Linked DNA regions of Mus musculus: region 1 is linked to region 2. Evidence: chromatin contacts called from public HiChIP or PLAC-seq data. All regions are on one chromosome and are shown on one strand. The core of a region is the stretch at or near the end of the contact, and the rest is flanking DNA. Distances in the headings are between cores, read along the strand shown. Region 1 holds the start of Atn1 (atrophin 1). Region 2 holds the start of Pianp (PILR alpha associated neural protein).

The links. HiChIP or PLAC-seq counts read pairs in DNA pulled down with a chosen protein or histone mark.
Region 1: an HNF4G HiChIP or PLAC-seq map of pancreatic cancer cells shows a contact between it and region 2. The contact joins the promoter of Atn1 here to the promoter of Pianp in region 2. A contact is called at or near these places in 13 of 39 promoter capture datasets (the C10 cell line, the HPC-7 cell line, embryonic stem cells and 8 more), 4 of 484 Hi-C or Micro-C datasets (cerebellum and embryonic stem cells), 8 of 115 datasets of contacts at active chromatin or transcription factors (the SCID.adh cell line, embryonic stem cells, epiblast stem cells and 3 more) and 3 of 9 other capture datasets (adipose tissue, liver and pancreatic islet).

The regions. Positions count from the first base shown.
Region 1 is chr6:124,754,100-124,758,190 of GRCm38.p6, reverse strand. Atn1 (atrophin 1) reads left to right here and starts at 1,704. Exons shown (of 10, transcript NM_007881.4): 1 at 1,704-1,895.
Region 2 is chr6:124,995,380-124,999,329 of GRCm38.p6, reverse strand. It overlaps Pianp (PILR alpha associated neural protein), which reads right to left and starts at 2,610. Exons shown (of 6, transcript NM_175696.4): 1 at 2,391-2,610; 2 at 353-412; 3 at 1-95. The coding sequence starts at 357. It also overlaps a transcript of Cops7a not described here.

The sequences.
Region 1 (4,091 bases), core at 455-2,954, 240 kb after region 2:
CCCACCTCCAAATCTGGTGAACTACTAAGGGCTCCCAATCCAGACTCCAGCTCCAGCTCTTCCGGGCTCCCAGCCTGCCTCCCTCCCTTTCTCTAGCCTTCCCAATTTCAGCTGCCAAAAATCACCCTGTCTCTAGTGTCCTTTGTCCTGAGAGATGTTGCTGCTGGTTTGGGGCCAGAGAAGGAGCCCAGAAGAAGGCACCACTGGAGTGATGGGGGTGCTGACTTCATGGCTGTAGGTTGGGCATGGCTGGCACGCTGACTGGAGAAGAGTTGGGAGGAGCATGCTGTAGTCTGTGCTGGGGACTACTTCCATATTACAATTGTTATGGGGAACCTGGGCACCCTAAAATGTATGTAGGTCCTTTCCACCTAATCCCCCACTTCATCCCTTCTGTGACCATGACCAAAGATGCTACTAGTAATGACTTCAGACTTGAGAAGGTCTAGTTCAGGAACCTCGAGAAAATGAAGGGCCCAAAAGTGAAGTGCCACCTCTTAGTTACCTCTTCCACACTAGGGCCTGGACCCCAGTCTGTCACTCCTCCAGGGTTCTCCCTCCGTCTCTAGCTCCTCTCTTTTCCCATCACTGGCCCTCCCACCACGTTGCCACAAAAGCCCTATTTATCTTGTGTTTCCTTCCAGACCTCTCTAATTCATTCTCCTCCACTTTATTTGCCAAAGGAAATAGTTCTTAGTTCGATTGGAAGTCCCCACATTCATGTTTACCAACCCAGCCCACCCCAGTCTCCCTCTAGAATAGGCATCCTCTGCCCTCCACCCCTCTTCTGAGACTTCTCATGCCTTCTCTCCCACAGAGGGATCTCCGGACTTGCCTCCAGCTTTCCTTCATCATTCCCAAATTCTTGTGGTTTGCATTCTTCTCAACACCAATCACTGCCTTAAACGCTTATCTCTTCCAGAAACACCATTCTCCTAGTACGTCTTCATCCTTTCCCGCCCAGGTCCACAAACTTCCATCGTAGGCTCTCCAAAATAGCTCCTAAACCCCTCCAGCCTCTACTTCTGGCCCTTCCTCTCCATCTTTCCAATACAGTCCCATTATCCAAATCTCTACTTCATAATTCCCCAAACTCCACCTACTTCACCCCTGCCACAGCCCCTCTTGTCCCCAAACTTCTCCAGCCTCCCCAGGTCTGCCTTCGCAGTCCACAGCCCCTCCCACCCAGCCCTCTCCCGCGCGGGGCCCGCGAGCTCCCCACGCTCTGCGCAGCGAGGCCCTCTCTCTCTGCGCCCCGGCCGGCTTCGGCCAACTCGCCCGGCGCCTCCCCTTCCCCGATCCTCCGCCCCCCGACTGCCGCGCGCTCCCTCCCTCGCGTCTCCTCCGGGCCCCTCTCTCTCCTCCGTTCCTCCGCGCTCCCTCCTTCTCCCTCTTCCTCCCTGCTCCCATCCCCCTCTCCCGAGCGCCCTCCCTCCGCCGTCCGCTTTCCTGTGCGAGTCGCCGGACGCGCCGCCCAGCCTGTCCGTCCGCCCGCAGCCCCGCGCCCGACCGGGGCCTCGGGCCAGGACGCGTTTCGGGGTGGCAGGCCTCGGGGCGGGCTAGGGGCGCGCGGCACCAGCGGCGGGAGGGTCGGGGGTCGCGGGCCTCGCCGGGACCGCGAGTGCGGGCGGAGGCGGGCGGTGCGGCGGGGGCGGGCGCGGGCGGCGCGTTCCGGGCGGGAGGGCGGGCGAGGAGCGCGAGAAGCCGATCGGGGCTGCGCGGGGAGCCGGGCATGGGGGCCGCCCTCCGGGGGGGCCGGGGCCGCCGCCGCCGCCGCCGCGGCAGCGACTGAAGCCGCGCTGTAAGGAGGGGCGGGGAGTGGCCGCCGCCGTCCCCGGGAGGCGCCGGAGCCCGACCGCACTCGCAGCCAGCCAGCCGTCCCGAGCTGCTCGCAGGTAAGGTCCGCTGCCGCCGGCCCGGGCCGCCCCGTTCCGGCCCGCGGCTCCCCGCCCCCACCCCTCCCGGTCCCCCCTCCCGCCGCCGCCTCCATTTGTTATTTTCCCGGTCGCGTTCCCTCATTGCGGGCACGACCGGGCCCGAGGCTGGGGACTCAGGGGGTGGGGCCGCCCGGAGGAGGGACGCGGGCCTGGGAGTCGCGAGCTCGGGAGGTGGGGGGAGGAGGGTTTTGGGAGGAGGGCTGACGGGGCCGAGCGTCGCCAGGACCAGAGCCTAAAGGGGAGGAACGCCGAGGTGGAGACTTGGCGGAGGTAAACCGGGGGATGCTGTGCGGGTGGTTCGCGGAGAAGGCAGGACGGATCGGAGAGATGGCAGCGAGGTGGGGCGTGAAGGCTCCAGTAACCCCACAGGCCCAGCACCGGGTTTCCAGGTTGCGGGTCTTGGGAACAGGGAAAGGGGTGTGGTAGGTGGTAAAATGAGGGTTGTAGCTGCCGAGACGGGGGATTGAACCTGGGGGGAATGGAGATGAACCGGGAGAGGCCCAGCTTTGAGAAGACCGACGTTTTTTGGGGTGGAAATGGGAAGGCCATATCTTTTGTGACTCAGTTTTCTTTCCCCCAATCCTGGTCACCTCTGACCCCGTTTTCCTAATCCCAGACCTAGTTACTTCGTGAAGGGGGGGCACTGAGTCTTGGTAGTGTGAGTCCTCCTAACACGAATAAGAAAGGCAGGGATACTGAAGGGAGAATTGGGAAGGTTGGGAGGATGGGAAAGAAGAGAAGATTGGGCAATCATATAGGCATTCCAAGGAATTGTGACCTCCACCCTCACCCCCAGAGCATTGGCTGTCCCATAGGAGGACTTCCTTACTGCCTTGATCTCAGAGATCTCTTTGTGCCTGGGGTAGGTTACCCTAAAGCTCCCTTTCCTGAAAGGTTGGAGTTGCTCTGGCAACTAAGGTGGTAATAGTGGCTGCCAGATGGACCCCTGGGATGGTCTCTTGGGGGGCACTTTTTTTTTTTATCCATTTTGTTGCCATGGTAGTGAGACAGTGGGAAGTCCAATAGGTGGGGATTCAGTATGTAGATTGGGCCTCTCTCAGCCTGTAGCTTTGTCCTTGGTGGGTCTCCGGGAGATGTTTCTGGTGTTGCCCCAAGTAGGGTTTCCTAAGGAGGCATCCCTTCTCCTCCAGAAGTCTATTGGAACAAGTAACCCTGTTGCTTGCAGGTCATTCCTGCAAGCCTCTACCTGGGTATGGTGCGAAGATGAAAATGTTGTTGTTCAAACTATATTGTCTTGGGCTGGGGGTAGCTCAGTAGCAGTGTTATTTCCTAGCATGCATACAATAGGCCCTGGGTTTGAGCTCCAGAACCAAAAACAAAATAAAAAAAAAACAACCAAGTTACATCACCGCGGGCAATTTCTGTCGGCCTCTACCACTCTTATTGTCTTATAAATGGTTGACTCTTTAAACTACTTTATCTCCTTGAATTCCTCTTTGGGTCTCTCTTCCTTCTTTGTCAGTTCTCAGGGTGACCCTTTCATTCAACTGATCTTTGGCCTTTTTTTCTGAACCTACAAATGTAGCGTAGCTCTCCATGCCTGTCTGGGTGAGGGTGGCCCAGGGGCGATGGCTATGAGAGAGGTTAGAGCAGAGCAGGATGCTCTGGAATGGGGGCTGGGAGACCGATGTCCCTCTGTGACCTTGGGCAAGTCACTTCTCTTGTCTTTGCGCTTCACCTTCTTGGTGTGATGAGATGGCCTCTAGTTCCTGCAACAGACCTGGGTTCTAACCAGGCTGCATTATCTGCTCCTCTGTGCTTTATGGATGTCTTGGTCATTTTCACCTGATTGTTAATGTGGCAGGTCTAGAATGGATTTGGGGTGGTTGGTGATCCTGGAATACATCTTGTAAGCTCTTCCCAGGAAGTCTGTGACATGGTCATTTTCTGACATTCCTGTCATATTTGCTCCTTACTTTTTAAAAATTTAATTATACGTATGTATTTATTTTGTGTGTGTGCTACAGTGCACATGTGCAGGTCAGAGCGTGACTTGAGTTGGTTCTCTTCTACCATGTGGGTTCCATGGTCCAACTCAGGTCATTGGTTTTAGTAGTAATCTCTGTTTGTTGTTTTTGAGATGGGCTTTTAGCCAAAACTGTCCTTGAACTCACTGCCTAAGGAAATGACCTT
Region 2 (3,950 bases), core at 1,361-3,860:
GTGGGGATCGATGGGAGGAGCCCTGAGCAGGTGGTAATACGGACAGCAACAGCAGTGGCCAGAGAGGGAGGAGTTGGGACAGCAGTTGAGCAGACCTATAGGAAGGGAGAAAAAGCAGGTGAGACCCAGGCGATGGCTCATGTAGAAAAGGGTAGGTTTGCACCAGGAGTCTTGGGTACCTCCCTCCAGGTTTCTCTGCTTGAGCAGGTGTGTTAGGAAGACCCTGGCCCCATTTTGTCTCTTCCCAAGGGGCCAGTCCTTAATAGGCCCCAAGTTGGCCTAGGCAGGAAAGGGCCCAATCCCCCAGGGAAAGTGGTCTCCAAGCAAGCTCCCTCTGCTGGGCCAAACTTACCACATTCTGCACTCTGGATCTGAGATCTTCCTCAGCTGTGACCCAGATTTTTGGCCTTTACTGGAGGGAAAAATGAGGGTGTCACACCCTAATCTGGCCTGTGAACTCCCCCATCTCATCTATCCACCAGTCCTGCTCCTTCCCGCCCCACCCGGGCTGCCCAGTTACCCGCCATGCTTCTGCTTCCCAGAAGCCAGTGTTTCCCGGCATACTTTTCGGGGAAAACTCCCTAAACTAGCCCCCTGCCCCACCTCCAACATCCCAGATGGGGCCCATTCCCTCCTGGCCCCAGTGTCTGTCTACCCTTGCCTCTTTGGCTTCCTTCCTTCTCACTTCCTCTGCCCACAGCTCCAGGCTTCTTGGATCTTAATTTAGAGCCAAGAACCTTGTGATTCCCTGAGCACCTACCGCTAGGGAGGGAGTTTTTGAGTGGGGGAGGGAAGGGAAGCCAATCTTAGTGAGTGTTGGGGGGGATGCTAGAAGCCCGGTCACCTCTTGAAGCGCCAGGCACTTCTTTTATGATGGAGCCTAGAAGCTGGCTGCCTAGCTGCCTTTTCAGACAAGCGGGAGAAAACAGTCGGTGGGAGGAAAGCTACAGGACACGCTTTGGGGTTTGCTCTTGATGCTTAACCACCCAAATGCATGGGTGCATTCTGAAAGAGGGTGGAGCTCAAAGGAAGCCACCCCCTCAACTGTGGCTGCTCCGGGGAAAAGTCCTAGGAGAATCTAGATGGTTGGTTCTGAAAGGAAGTGCAGTCTCCAAACTGAGGGTGGTGAGGCCCGAGGGGCTGGGATCTTCAGAGAGAAGAAACATGTGACACCCTGTGTCTTCTGGATTCCTAGTCTCCGTCTGCGTGTTGAATACCCCAGGGAATAAACTAGGGAGGGGAGGGGGGTGCGAGAGGTGAAAGGCTGCGAGGGAAAAGGTTGGTCAAGAGTGAGAAGACGGACAGACAGCAGCTGGGAAGGGAGGAGATGGGGAGGAAAGAGGGGCTACAGGAGATTGGCCAAGGATGCTGAAGAGAGAAGACGGCAGGGAGGGAAAAGAAAACAGGCATCAGGCAGGAGGATGGAGGGGTCTGGTCAGGGCAGAAGCAAAGAGAGTGGAAGAGAAAAGGACGGTGGAGATCAGAGACGGGGAGAGAGTCATTGAGACAGATTAGAACACGGTGTTGAAGGCAAAATCAAAAAAGGAAGGGACGGGGACCGGAGGTGGGGGGTGGACAGAACAGCAAAGATGGAGGAGTTAGGAATTGTTTCTTGAAATTGAAAGAGATATGGAGACAGAGCTGGAGGCCAGGTGAAAGAGAAGGGAAAGGAAAGAGGCCGGGGGGCTTAGTGGGAGGAGGTTAGAAACGGGAGGAAAGAAATGGTAGCCGAACCAGTGGAGCGAATAAGGACTCGGCGACACCAGTGGCCCGCTACTCCAGGGCATACCTGCCCCTTCGTTGGCTACAACCCACCACCACCACCAATGTCAACTCCAGCCCCTTCACACACCCCGTACCCCTCTGTCACCCCCTCCAGGAAGTCCGCAGTCCCCAAGCTGGTGCGCCACCCCACCCCCTTCGCGCTCCTCACCGACCTGTTGTGCGCAGAAGACGAACTGGGGGTGGGGTGGGGGAACCGGGCCCCATCTCTAGCAGAGCCCCCCAATCCCGCCAATCCCACAGGCCTGCGCTCCCTGGATAGGGTTGGAAAGCGGTGCGAACCGGGAAAAATAAGGAAACGATCGGCCAAGGGATTTGGAGGGAGCACCCAGAGCGGAAAGGGGACCTGAGGCAGGAGGATGCCCGAAGCTGCAGGATGAGCTAAAGGCGGGATGGTGGCAGGCGCGGAGACGTTGACTGCTGCACCAAGAGGGTAGGATGGAGTCAGGACAGCGGAGGGATGGAGGGCACTGTGGAAAGGAGCTCTGGGAGACTGGAGGCGGCTGGAGACCGCGCCAGGAGGGGCGGGGGGCGAAGGACGCGGAGCTGGCACTGGGAGGGCAGAGTCTGCTCCCTACGGGTAGGGGCTTTGGGTCCCCCTCGCTCACCTGCATGCCTGGTGTGGCGGCGCGACGACTGCAGGCGCTCGGAGCTACGCGGGGCTGGGGGGTCGCAGAAACGGGTGGGGCGCCGGGCATGGTCGGGAGGTTTGGCTGGCAGCGAGGAGCTGGAGCCGGAGGGGGGCGGGCGCCCGGGGCGCGGGGCGGCGGCGGCGGCGGCGGCGGCGGGAGACGCTCGCTTCGGCTGGGCTCGGCTGGGCTCGGCCGGGCTCGGCTGGGTTCGGCGGGCGACTAGGACCACTTGGTCTCCGCCTCTCCTTCTCACGTCTGTAGGCCACGCACGACTTAACCCTTCGTTTGCTACGCTGCGAGCTCAGCTTTTGTCCAGGTGCAAGGTTGGGAAGAGGAGCAGGGATGGAGGGGGTTGGGGGGACGCAACCTCCTTTGGGTAGTGATGGTAAGCTTCCCCTCTACCTAAGCGCAGCTTCACAGACCTCATGATTTCTGACCCCCAAGCAGTCTGAGATTCTGAGTCATCCATACATTTGAGTCCCCAACTCTGGCAAAGGTGGAAAGGCAGCTCAAGACCGTGGGTGAGAGGACCAAAGAGGGGTGGGAGAGAAGACTGCATACGCAAATTGGAGTGCCCCCAGCAGATTAATTCCTCATTTCACTATGATCCTTCTTATAATTCATTCTCCCTGAAGCAACCCAAACAGTCCTTAAATGGTTCAAGACCATTTGCTATACTTAGCTTTTCCGAGACTCAGAATATCCAACACTCACTATGGCTCACAAGGAGGCCCCCGTAGATTCCTGCCTCTGGGTATCTCCAGCTTTCTTTCCTAAGGATTTCTTCGGCACAGCCTTAGTGCAGTTGGGGAATATTCCTAGACCAGAGGCACTAGAAGCCTGCCTCGGGGCTTTGCACCCTGCTGTTCCCTCTAGAAGTTTCTCCTTGTCTGTTCCCAAATGGTCTACACGGGCTCACTTAGATTCAGGCTTCTGAGTGCCCTTTTCTAATCTCTTAAAACTCCCTTGACCTGGGCCGTGGAGATGGCTCAGGGGACAAAGGTGCTTGCCACCAAGCCTGACTACCTGGGTTCTATCCCCAGGACCCACATGGTGGAAGGAAAGTTGTCACCAGACCCCTGAACAAGTGGTGTGACACATACACTAATTAGATGTAATAAAGAGAATTCTGGGGCTGGGGAGATGGCTTAGTGGTTAAGAGCACTGACTACTATGCTTCCAAAGGTCCTGAGTTCAAATCCCAGCAACCACATGGTGGCTCACAACCATCAGTAACGAGATCTGACTCCCTCTTCTGGAGTGTCTAAAGACAGCTACAGTGTACTTACATATAATAAATAAATAAATCTTTTTTAAAATTCCTTTGACCCTACCCATTCATACCTAACCCTTCTCCCTGCATGACCCCCCCCAACCCTGCGCCCCAAACTTCTAGGAAACCACACTTTCCTGGCTCCCCTCCAACCCTCTGGCTGTTCTTTACTGTCTTCCTCGGTTCTGACCTCGACATGTTGGCGCTCCTAGGGCTTAGTCCTTGGCCTTCTTTTCTTTCCACATTCTTTGTCCAGTGATCTC